Linked DNA regions of Mus musculus: region 2 is linked to region 1. A link is a contact called in public Hi-C data. All regions are on one chromosome and are shown on one strand. Each heading gives the region's core, a stretch centred on a gene start, on an enhancer-like site or on the middle of the called end of the contact. The rest is flanking DNA. Distances are from core to core; before and after follow the strand shown.

Region 1 (6,291 bases), core at 1,428-3,927:
GCATTATTCTAGAGTGACACGTAAGTTTATTACATATTGTGTTTCATTCTACCTACCAATTTGTAAGGTAGATACTTGTATCACTTTAGAAATTTTAACATTAAGGGTTATTTTATTGTTGAACATAACAAATAATCTGCTAAGAATTAATATTTCCTGGAATCTGTTGCCAATCACTTGAATAGCTAGCGGCAATAGTATATGAGGTAATTTTACTAACATTAAACTCATACAAATATAAATGAACAGTTCTTAGCAATAATTGTGGGTTCAGGCTATATACTTTAATAAAAAGAAAATGAGTCAATCCATGGCCAACTACATAGTCACCTCAGAAAGAGACATATCTTTGTCCTTATGATCCTTATTATGGTGAAAAAGTGACATACAACTGTCACTATTATTTGACGCCATAACAATTTCAGTTGGAGTGAAAGCTAGTATATCCTCAAGTATAATCACTAAAATAATAATCAAGGATTTTTGGAATAAGCTTCATACATATCTTAATAACAACAGAATTTTGTACACATGTCAAAAATATTTTGAGGGACTATTTTACAGACAGGTTAAGTCATTTTATCCTTCATGTTAAAACGCCATTTTGGAATTTAATTCAGTACTGTTTGTGATTTTGTGACTATTTTCTGAGGAGGACCCCCACCATATTCAGGAAAAAGGATATGCACATAATGAGGAAATGAATGATTGCTTTGGTACTTTTCCCAAAATTCATCTTGGCAAAGAGATTTTTCACACCCCAAATCTTCACATCTGCAATTGCAAAATAACTAATTCGTTGCCAAGCCATTGTGCACATTCCAGGACCCCAGCCAAGATTTAATACTGGCATCATTAAGTAAAAACTATAGTAATGGTAAATACTGTACTTCCTTGCTTCATTTTGCCAATCGTTGATGTCACTAGTACCCTGTTCTTTAGGAAACTTAATTAAATTCTTTCATTCAGATAATCAACATTTGTGCTTCCAACCACTCTTTAAATAGAGTCCTTCTTTGTCTGGCAGCTGTGAGAACTTTGTAGCCCATCCTCTCACAGAAACAAATAGAGGAAAATAACAAAGTTCATTTAACACGCAGATAATGGAATCCTGTTTGTGAAATACCACCAATTGGCAGGGTGCAGTCCTGATCATAAAGCTTAATCCCCACATTGATTCGGGGCATGTGGGTGTCTGTCAGTGGCCTTGGTAAAGATGAGCTGACTGCTTCAGTGCCCACATCAGAATCATTTTCTTGTCCAGAGAGAGGATAGAGATCTTGCTAAACATACAGCTCTAAAATATCACCAAGCTATACATTTTAAATCATGGCTAATATATTATTTGCCTTTGCAAACAGTTGTTTATTCACTTTAGAGATTTTAGTAAAAAGATGTTAAACATGAATGTGTGTATGGGTTGTGTGGGTGTGTGTTTGTGTGTGTGTGTGTGTGTGTGTGTGTGTGTGTGTGTGTGTAGCATGCCATCACAGAAAAGATGCTTTTCAATTTGGTTGTTCAGACCATCCCTAGTATTCAATAAAACAATTGCATAAATTTAGCAAAAAAACAGCTATTTCCTTGCTCTCTCACTCTCCTACCTTCTTCTAAATACATGTTTACATATATGTACAGTTATATGCATTCATACATACATATGCATACACATATATATACACACGCATTCTCACACACATACACACAGATTTACACATATGCATACACATAGATACACACACATGTGCACACACACACTTACACACACATATGTATTCTTTTCAAGCCACAATGTTTATAACTGGTCTTAGGTTGTTACAGATATATTATTTATCTCCTGCTCACCCTGAATAATGCTGATATAAAAGTATTTTTAGAGACTTTTCATGTCATCTTGACTTTTCAAAATATTTATAAATATTTAAAATGTTTGAGTGGATATTGACCTTTGACCATAGAGTACCTTGTCTATTAAAATATGCTTTATTATTCTGTCACCTTATATATGAGCCCTCAAACCCAAATGCCAAGCATCAGAAAACATGTACTTATAAAATCTGCTCTCATAATCTACTGAATAGACCACTGGACTACAGGCAGCAAGATAATATCATGAAGTCAGACAGGCTGCTTGATATGCCTTGTGTTTTAGACAGAATAACTCTTTCACATGGACAACACACTAAAAATACTGGATAGCTGACATATACAGCTAACTCAACAAGATCCATGCATAATAATGTTAGAAAACCCATACCCTTCAAATACTCTTTTTATTTCTGTAGGAATATTTTTATTAGCTTACTCTAAATTAGCTACAGCTCCCACATTTTTGTTTTACCCTTTCACAGTCTCTTATGTTGGCAGAAGTCCCTTCTAACATCGGTCCAAATCTCTTTTCTATCTAGTGTTTGACTTCCCTTGCTGGCCTCCCGCAAGTCAAATAAAGGGCCACCGGCCATTTAATTATCCTACAAACATACTCTCAGTACCAAACATGTTTGCCATTCTCTAAGAGAAGGAAAATCTATTCTTCTAAATATAAAAAGATAACAAAATAACCATATACAGCAAGTATGCATTGACTAAATGTACTTGACAGTCTAGTCAGGTACACAAAGCCACAGAGCCATAAATCTCTAACCTCCTGGATGCAGAACTCCACACGGTGCTCTAGTTAATTAGAGTTCAGCATAGATATTTCTCTAGATCAAATCAGCAGTCATGCAAAGTGTCTTGTTCCGAGAGAACAAACCCACTGGGAATGAATAGAGAAATACTCTTATCGAGCAGTAGAACACACAGTGTTTTTATTTCTTAATGGAGTTTCTATTTCTGCACTGGAAGTCTGCAGTTCTGTGCTCCTCATCACGAGTGCCATTACTGAAAATGAAACTGCTCACTCTTATTTGAAGCTTTACCACAGCTCCCTCCCCACGTGCTTGTTTCTAAAAAGATAACCAAAGCTGCATACAGTGTGCCTAAGGACAATGTGTGGTCCTCACATTAGCATCCCTTTCCTAAGATAGGCACCGCAGCCACTCAGCCTATGTATTTTTACCTAGGCTTAGACTTTTAGCTCCCTGAGGATTTATGCAGCCCTCATGCAATGAATCTCAACAGACTCGAACAGATTGGGCATTGTAAGTAGGGCATAATACCATTTGTTACGAAGGGACCAGGCATATGTGATACTTTAGTCACAGAGCAGACAGGTCACTTTCTCACAATAAAGACTTGAAAATGAGAGGCCTTCCCATCTGTACAGAGGCATGGTGAGTCCTCTGCATCAGCCTTATCATCTTGTCAACATCGTATGTGCAAGTGAGAGTCTCAGTGTATTGCCTCAAGTCATGAGCAAGGCCAAAACAGGATCACTTTAGATAAATTAAAGCAATTCAAGGACAGCAAACTCTACCTGTTGGGTTAGAGTTACAAGCCACAATCATTTGACACCTTTTCTCCTACATGTTTCGTCACTAAGTAGAAAGGGAAAGATGGCTAAAGATACAAAATCTTCAAAGAAGCTTTATTTTCTGGCCACCAGGCCAAGGCACATTAAGGCACTGGAAGAAATGCAAAGTTGCACAGTAACTCTGAGTTTTTCTATCTACAGCGGAATTGGATATAGTTAGTGTTAGTCAAACAAATGCTATTTCCTATCCTCATGTGGGCAAGTCCATTTAGCACAGTAACAAAAGCTGGAAGAAGCAGAGGAGCCAGGAATGCTCACTCACTGCTGGTGAGAAAGTTAACTGGTGCAATCGAGTGGACTCCCCCTCTATGTCTGTGGCACATGAGTCTGTACATGGCCATACATAAGTGGCAGACTACAGACTCAGCATCATCCCTTCACTTCCATCTGCAACAATTGAAGCCCCTGCTTCCGGGCTTCACTCATAGGAAAATATTATATTAAACACGAGATGTATTTGACCAGAACTCACTCTCTCATACTTCTGCCAGTGGGAAGATAACCCACTCCCGGGAGTGACACATGCAGAGAGGGTTACCACACAGGGGAACGAAGCCCACTATAAACCTTCACTTAAGTAGAACCACCTCGATAAGAGTGACCTATACAGGCCAATTTAAGTCAATTTGCATACCTGGAAAATAAGGTGTTGCTGATGTACTACACCAGGACTCTATGGTTATTTCTTATACACAAATAACTGATACAATTCTGATGACTCCTGAAATATTTCTCTGTGCCTGATTTTTCTCTAAACTCCAACCACCCACTCAGTATTTCTAACATTTCAAATAGATCATGCCAGACACTGAAGTCCTGGTATTACTCTTCATCTTTCTGGCTCCTGGTAAGTGAAATTCCTACTAGCTACTTGTCACGAGGAAAAAAAAAAAAGATGGAGTTCTCTTTATTTTTATTGTGTCTTCCTACTTTCTTTCAGTAAGTCCTCTTTTTTTCAAGTTGTGAATAATTTTTTTTCTTGTTTCAGATCTGTTACCTGTGTCCAACTGCTATTATTTCTTCCCATGGCACTGCAGAGCCTCCTGACAGGAGTCACTAGCAGTGTCTTTATTCCAGTGACTTAGTCTTTATGAAGCAGATGGGATGTGACTGCAAGCATGCTGTGCCTTTTCTGACCCACTTAGTACCATTCCATCTGAATCCATTGAAGCCATGTGGCCACTGGGCCCAGAGGCTCTGTCTTCTCTGGATAGCATCACTTGCTCCTTTCCCTGTTCCGTAGCCACATTGTCCTTCGAAATTTCTTCCAGGGACAATGTACATTCTTGGCCGAGGCACTTTATTTTTTTTATTATTTTTATTAGATATATTCTTTATTAACATTTCAAATGTTATTTCCTTTCCTAGTTTCCCCTCCAAAAATCCCCTAACCCCTCTGCCCTTCCCCTGGTGCACAACCCACCCATTCTTGCTTCCTGGCCCTGGCATTAACCTATACTTGGGTATAGAACCTTCACAAGACCAAGGGCCTCTCCTCCTATTGATGACCAACTTGGCCATCCTCTGCTACATATGCAGCTAGAGACACATGTCCCACCATGTGTTTTCTTTGATTGGTGGTTTAGTCCCAGGGAGGTCTGGGGGTACTGGTTATCTTGTTCCTCCTTTGGGGCTGCAAACCCCTTCAGCTTCTTGGGTACTTTCTCTAACTCCTTCATTGGGGACCTTGTGCTCTGTCCAATGGATGACTGTGAGCATCCACTTCTGTATTTCCCAGGCACTGGCAGAGTCTCTCAGGAGACAGCTATATCAGGCTCCTGTCAGAAAGCTCTTGTTGTCATCCACAATAGTGTCTGAGTTTAGTGGTTGTTTATGGGATGGATTTCTAGGCGGGGCAGTCTCTGGATAGTCACTCCTTCAGTCTCTGTTCCAAACATTGTCTCTATAACTCTTTCCATGGGTATTTTGTTCTCCCTTCTAAGAAGGATCGAAGTAACCACACTTTGTTCTTCCTTCTTCTTGGGGTTCATGTGTTTTGCAAATTGTATCTTGGGAATTCTGAGCTTCTGGATTAATATCCACTTATCAGTGAGTGCATATCATGTGTGTTCTTTTTTGATTGGGTTACCTCACTTAGGATGATATCCTCCAGATATGTCCATTTTTCTATGAGTTTCATTAAAAAAAACATAAATTCATTGTTTTTAATAGCTGCATAGTACTCCATTGTGTAAAGGTACAACATTCTCTGTATCCATTCTTCTTTTGAGGGACATCTAGGTTCTTTCCAGATTTTGGCTATTATAAATAAGGCTGCTATGAACATAGTGAAGCATGTGTCTTTATTACAAGTGGAAACATCGTCTGGGTATATGCCCAGGAGAGGTATTGCTGGATCTTCTGGTAGTATTATGTCCAATTTTCTGGGGAACATTCAGACTGATTTCCAGAAAGGTTGTACTAGCTTGCAACCCAACCAGCAATGGAGGAGTGTTCTTTCTCTACATCCTTGCCAGAATCTGCTGTCACCTGAATTTTTGGTCTTAGCCATTCTGACTAGTGTGAGGTGGAATCTCAGAGTTGTTTTGATTCATTTCCCTGATGATTAAGGATGTTGAACAGTTCTCTAGGTGCTTCTCAGCCACTCATTATTCCTCAGTTGAGAGTTCTCTGTTTAGTTCTGTACCTCATTTTTAATAGGGTTATTTGGTTTTCTGGAGTCCAACTTCTTGAGTTCTTTATATATATTGAATATTAGCCCCCCATCAGATTTAGGATTGGTAAAGATCTTCTCCCAATTCGTTGGTTGCTGTTTTGTCTTATTGGCAGTGTCCTTTGCCTTACAGAAGCTTTGCAAT
Region 2 (6,564 bases), core at 2,216-4,715, 180 kb after region 1:
GGCTGCAAAAGAGAATTTGTGTGTGTGTTTTCGGGGTCACTTTTGGGGATTTGGTGAAACTAAGCTTCCTTTAATGGATCAGAATATGGTTGAAATACATGTTACTTTGAATACTTAATTAAAAATCACTCTGTGGTGATCTCATCTGCGAATGAATGAGCCACATTTTATAATGTATTACTTCTTGACATTAAGGACTTTGTGTGTTAAGCCTTAGCCTTTAGAATCTTCCATTTTTGTTTCCGCACATCACACTGGTGACATTTAAAGCCTCAGTAGGCTAATGTGGGGGCCTGACTCTTGCTGCTCTGGTGCCTTCCAGCACACTTTCCTCAGCAATGAAGCCCAATAACCTGACTAACGCCACCAAAAGACTATGAACTCATTAGGCTCATGCAGAACTAATAAACCCAGCCACTAACCCACTCAAACATTCCGCTTCCCAAACGTCTTTTGCTCATAGTTGCTGAGCTTTGATGGAAGGCCATCCAGAATTACTTTCCTCAGGACTATGCCAAAGAAGGCTGTTGTAAATCAAAGCAGTCTTAGACAATGTTCAGACACTCACCCGTGGGAACTGAATGGATTTTAAGAGAATGTTCCCCTTGTGATTAATGAACAAAACTATTAAATATGATCTTATTACTGCCAAAATTCTCCTTTCTTTATATCAGCACATGCCTTCTTTTTTATTTAAGTTTCTGTGTTTGAACCTTTTTCCATTTTCATGTCAAATGAAATCTATTGTCCCAATTACTGAACTCAGTTCTGCCTTTATTTTCCTTTTTCTTATACTGGCATTCTGTTTTGTTCCCTGTGTGCTTAAAAACATGTCTTTAGACATATAACTCCCTTTTAGACTCTTAAGTGTGATTCTAGTTCATGTTTTCCTGACTCAACATCTTCCTCATAATAACAATCTAGAATCTTTAGCATAACCAGTCCAGAAATGATGCATAAGAAAAAAATAACAATTACATCTTTTAAGTTCTAATGTATGCTTTACATTCCCTTCCTGTAACAGATGAAAGGCTATGTAAATGATATGTATGACTATCACAAAGATAGACAGTTCTGCAAATTCATCTGTAGATGTAGAAAGAATGTTCTGTTCCTGAGACAATCATTTCTCAGATGTATTTCCTGGGGTGTTTTTTTGTTTGTTTGTTTTGTTTTGTTTTGTTTTGTTTTTTGTGGTTCTTCCGTATATTTAAGTCGTTTTTCCTGCCAGGCAAATCCTTCTTGTGGGTAACACTTAGGGTGCAGTCATGATGTGAACATGCTTTTTAACAAAGAAACATCTTAGTGAGAATTCAGCTATTTGTCACTGAAAGGGAAAAAAAGTTGCCATCTAATTTCTAAAGACTTCAATGGCTGCAGATGTACTACCAAGTCTTTGTCCCAGGGAAAGGACTCAGGCCCTGAACTGCTTTTCTTTCTCAGTAATCGAGGTGTTCTGATGGGTAGAAAAGGCCAGAAGCTCCAACAACCAGAAATAAATCATTATTTCTAGTAGAACATCTGCCTATCTATGCTGGCTCTAAGTACATTCCCCTTTTCCATAACTCAGTGGTAGTACAGATGTCACTCATAGCTCCATCAGATAAAACTGTATTTTATGGCCCACTGAGTTACAAATTCCCAGGGTCCCAAATCACTTTGGTAGCCATTGTCCTGTACAAAGATATCACACCTGTCAGAGGCGAGTGTGGAATTGTGTTGCTAACCTAATATTTTAAAGGGTGACTTTAACTACTATTTCTTCATTCTCACATTTGAAGTCCAAAGTTATAGTTTAGGGGTCATTCTTACTTTATTTCCACCCCAACATTTTAAGTGATGGATTGAACCCATAAGAAAATTGGTATTTAAAGGAAATAGCGAAGATATGATTTTTGAATGTATGATGCTAGGACTCAAACCAGGTCCTCTGGAAGAGCAACCTGTCCTCTTAACCCCTAAGCCATCACTGGCACCAACTCCAAAATTTTAACATTTAAAACCAACTTGTATTCAATCAGTGTTATAATCAATAATCTGCAACATCAAATACGTGGTGCTTTTCTTACTCTAAAGCATGGTCCTTCTTGAGGAAGGAGTGGTTTTGCCGTCCAAGAGATACTTGGCAATGTCTGAAGGCAGTTGTTGGTTGTCCCAACAGGGATACTTTTAGTAGACTGAGAACAAGAGCACAGGAGTGCAGCTAGCCATCTTCCTTTGCACAGCACCAGGGAATTTGACGCCCCTCTTAAGGTTCTTAAACTCATTGATAAGAGAAGGGGGATAGAGAAGATTTACAGCTTGCCTGGCACATTGTTTTACATTTAAATGCTTATAAAATAGCTTCCAACTAGCTTCTGAGCCCATTTTAAATTCTTCTATTAAAGTTAAGAAGTATAATGTCACCAAGTACTTACATGGTGGATAAGCTGTCTCATGGCAGGGAGACGCTTCAGAAAAAGAGTGAGAAAGTCCAGAACATCAGATAAAGACATGCCTAGGATCTGGTTAGTATCCAAAAGGAAAAAGAAACAGGATGGAAAGAGGGGAGAGGTTCACTTCTCTGAGTAATTTTAGAAGAACAGACTAAGCAGACCTGCATGACAACAGCTTCATAAGTGACCACACCGGGGAAGAAAATGCATGCTGTCTTACTAGGGAGATAAAAAAATGTGCCTCCCGTTTCACTAGCATGGCTTTAGATGAATTGGTCTTTCTGGATGATGGTCTTTTGGCCAGGTGATTAACATCCCAGCTGGATTAACCCTTAAGGAAGGAGAAAATAGTATGTAATGCTGTACTCTTTAGAGCAAGTCTGAATGCCATGTCTTCACCCAAGGCTCAAAAGTATTCTATGCTTTTGACTGGGTCTTAAGAATGGTGAGCATGCAGGCAGAATTAATTGATGCCGGAGAGGTAGCTGAGAGTTCTACATCCGAATTGGCAAGGAGCAGGAAAAGACAGTGAGCCACTGGGCATAGTTTGAGCTTCTGAAGCCTCAAAGCCCACCTCCTGTGACACATTTCCTCCAATAAAACCTTATGTGTTCAACAAGACAAAAGCCCCTAGTGATACCACTCCCCCAATGGGTCTATGAGGGTCGTTTTTCAAACCACCACAGTAAGATGAATGGAAGAAGACATTGTAAGAGTCTTATCTACGTCTATATGAACACCCAGTCAGAAAGTAGCAGCATCGTAAGGATGGTATAGTACATATGCTTTGTAGACAGCATCCTATGTTCACAGTCCATCCAGTTCGTCCACTTTCTAAATCTGATGATTTGCAGCTTAACCTCTGTGCCTCTCAGTTCTTCATCAGTAAAACAAATATTACAGTAGACTTCTCATTGTGAGGTCAAACATAAGTTATTATAGTCATAGCATGAGGCATGTAAAAAGTATGGTACGGATGTTGGCCTTTGTTAATACTGTGGTAGTGTTGTTGGTGTGGTTTGATTCTGTTGAGGCAAGTTCTCATTCTCCAGCTCTAGCTAGCCTACAACTCACAAAGACATATCAGCCTCAGCCTCAGCCTCAGCCTCTGCCTCTGCCTCTGCCTCTGCCCTCTGCGCTCTGCCCTCTGCCCTCTGCCCTCTGCCCTCTGCCCTCTGCCTAAGAACTGACATTTATAAGTGTGTACCTTGCCATTATAAATATTGTTGTTAATATACTTGTCATTTTTCAGAGATAGGAATATTGAAACTCAAAGAAGCATGTAAAATGTGCTGTCCTAGTAATCTAGTTGTCTAGCTGGGCTAGATGCCATCAGATCCCAGGCTGTAATGTTCCTGCATTGTTATGTGTCAGAGATTTTCCCAAAGGCTAAAGAGTTGCCAGGGTGTCTCCTGGAAGCTAAGCCATGGCAAATTATTCAGCCTGTAAAGTTGTTTGTTTAAACAGTTTTATAACTTAGCTTATACCCAATCAATAGTCTTGCCCACCGTTAAATAACGAAGTTCATTCTCTTAATCAAACCATGTTGTAAAGGAAGAGAAGAGCTCAAAATGGCACAAGATAGAGACATATCCCTGACTACCAAGAACAGATACAAATAAGGTATCAAAAATCTTCTAAAAGAGCGAGTTAATTACACTTCCACAGTCTTGGCCAGGTTTTTTTTTTTTTTTTTTTTGCTGATTCATCTCAGCTCACCTTGAGTCTTAGATGGCAAACTTAAGCTTCTTAAGTATATTTAGAGAAACCCTGAGACTACGTGCTACTTCCCAGAGGGATCCCAGGCCTTCGTCATTAGTCTATTAGTGACTGAGGTTTAACAGAATACACACAACAGGAAAAGAGAAGATAAATCTTTAGAGGACTGTCTATTCTATGCTGGGTTTCCTGTGTGGAAAATCAGATGACTTGCAACTAATTGTTTGTGTGCAAAAGCCTTTGGCAGCGTTGCCAACAAAAGCAGTGGACAGTGTCTGCTCGAAGCAAACACGTCAGCTCATGTGTTCAGCAAATCCTTTGATCAGAGTGTTGGTCATGTGAGAGGATTGCGTTTTTTTGCTCCGCTTCAGGAGGCTTTTCCTGTGAGCCTAATGTCTGGCCTGCTGAGTGCAGAGCTGCCAAGGCAGAGCCACAGGTGGCCACGACTTGGCAAGTGATAAAACAACAGCTCCACTGAACACAGCAAGAAAGGAACAGGATTCTCAGTCTGGCTTTCAATGCCTACAGACAGCACAAAGCGTTTCTCTTTGGAAATCTAAACTTCTCTACGAGATAGAAAGCCACAAACATAGACCTGTATTACTGAATCCATACCAAACAGTTGGGAGCTTAGATAAAGCAAAATAACCATTTTAAGATTTAGGGGCTTTTGCACAAATTAACAGAATTTTTAGGCACATCTATATAATGACATTTTTGCTAAATAACAAATGACTGTCTTCTTGTGCCTTTTTGCCCATTTCTTCTTTTGATGTAAAAGGGTCCCCTCAAATATTTTTATTCTAACTTTTAAGGAATGCCATATAGAATGTATGCACAGAGAATTTTTAAGTGCCAGTAAAACTTCACTTTCAGTGTCTCTCAACCACAATATATAGCCAACAGAGGCTTTCAAGAAGCCATTATCTTTGTACTCATTCCCCTTAACAGGTGTTCTTTGTGTCATCTTATCCGTCTGTCTGCTTCTCTCCAAGCCCTTGATGTCCTCATGATATAAATCCAATATTTACTTTAGCTCCTGCATATTCTGTATATTATCCCCCAACACTATATCTCACCCATAAACAATGCAAATGAATATATATGCATAGGCATACACATATCAGATATAAATATGTGCATATACATCATATGCATAACGCCAAGCGTCTGAACACACCCTTGATCCCACAGCTGGATATCTGTTTGCTCAACCTGTTCCTTGGGGATTATAAATTCCAGCTTCTAAGACACAGTAACTGAGAAGCAAGGCCAATGCCAAGTGTCTCTGCCAGGAGCTAGTCAGCTGGAACAAGTTCAGCCCTCCATTTTCTTCATCCATAAAATAGAAATTAAGGTGTATTGCTTGCTATACAGAGTCATTATTAAGACTGGCTGGGTTCATGAACATCATGGCATCTTTTAGAGACGTGCAACTGATGGTTTTTGTTTGTTGGTTGGTTGGTTTGGTTTGTTTTCCATTTTTAACATTACTTTCCTTTATTTGTACTGGTGTTTTCCTTACATGTATGTGTATGTATATCAGGTGCATGCCCGGTGCTCCTGGAGGTCAGAAAAAGGCATGAATTCCTTGGAACTAGAGTTATAAGCCACCAGGCAGGGTGCTTGGAATTGAACACAGGTTCTTTGTGTTGTGTTAGAATCAAGGCTCATGTCCAGACAGACCACACCAAGCCAATGCAGTTCCACGTGAGAGAGCTTTATTGTGGGGGAAGGGGACAAGAGGGAGCTATGGAGACAAAAGGAGAAAAGAGAAAAAGAGAGAGAGTGGGAAGCTCAAGAGGGTCTGCCTTTTATTTAGGCTGTGATATAACCGCTCTCTGGTAAAGACGGGAGGTAAACTAAATGGACGTTGGGAATGTATGGCTGGGTTTGGAGGTGTTTTGCAATGGTAAAGTCAGCTCCTGATACCAACACTTTGAATTGAACTCAGGTTCACTATTAGTCTGTGTGTTCTTACCTGCTGAGCCATTTCTCAAGGCCTGCAATTGGCATTTTTGTATTAAAAAAAAAATCCCCATTTCCTAAAATTAAGTGATCTCATTGTTTAGAAGAAACTTAGTTTAAACTAGTTACATTTACACTTTAATTCAAAACTCTGTTCTTATTCTCTGGCAAATGAGCATCAGTTTCTACTTGAGTACACTTCATAAAGGGTATACTTGACCTCTGAAAGCAACTTGCTCCATTCTTAATAATGGTGTTTGGCCACACAGTAATAAAATCAATGGGCCATCTCTGACATGGTTTCCAAACTAGCAACTTACCATATGTGTATCAGGAAAATAAAGTCTAGTTGTGTGCTTTCTTGATGGTTTGTTATTGGCCGATGGTAGTCCATTTCACTATGTTCAAGTCTCCAACTGGAAAGAGAAACTACTTTACATCA

The links. Hi-C and Micro-C count contacts between places; a contact is called where the count stands out from the background.
Region 2: a contact with region 1 is called in a Hi-C map of the N1E-115 cell line, with 4 times the contacts expected there. The contact joins two enhancer-like sites. A contact is called at or near these places in 3 of 484 Hi-C or Micro-C datasets (the N1E-115 cell line, nephron progenitors and uterus).

Annotation. Positions count from the first base shown.
Region 1 is chr12:39,733,509-39,739,799 of GRCm38.p6, forward strand. No RefSeq gene overlaps it. Among named protein-coding and RNA genes, the nearest start is that of Gm24434, 120 kb to the left of the region's middle. Within about 2 kb of position 2,678, at least 27 of the 459 cell types and tissues checked have an H3K27ac peak or open chromatin away from gene starts, as enhancers often do. A contact at or near this core is called in the N1E-115 cell line, where this site is marked.
Region 2 is chr12:39,916,261-39,922,824 of GRCm38.p6, forward strand. No RefSeq gene overlaps it. Among named protein-coding and RNA genes, the nearest start is that of Gm40399, 31 kb to the right of the region's middle. Within about 2 kb of position 3,466, at least 82 of the 459 cell types and tissues checked have an H3K27ac peak or open chromatin away from gene starts, as enhancers often do. A contact at or near this core is called in the N1E-115 cell line, where this site is marked.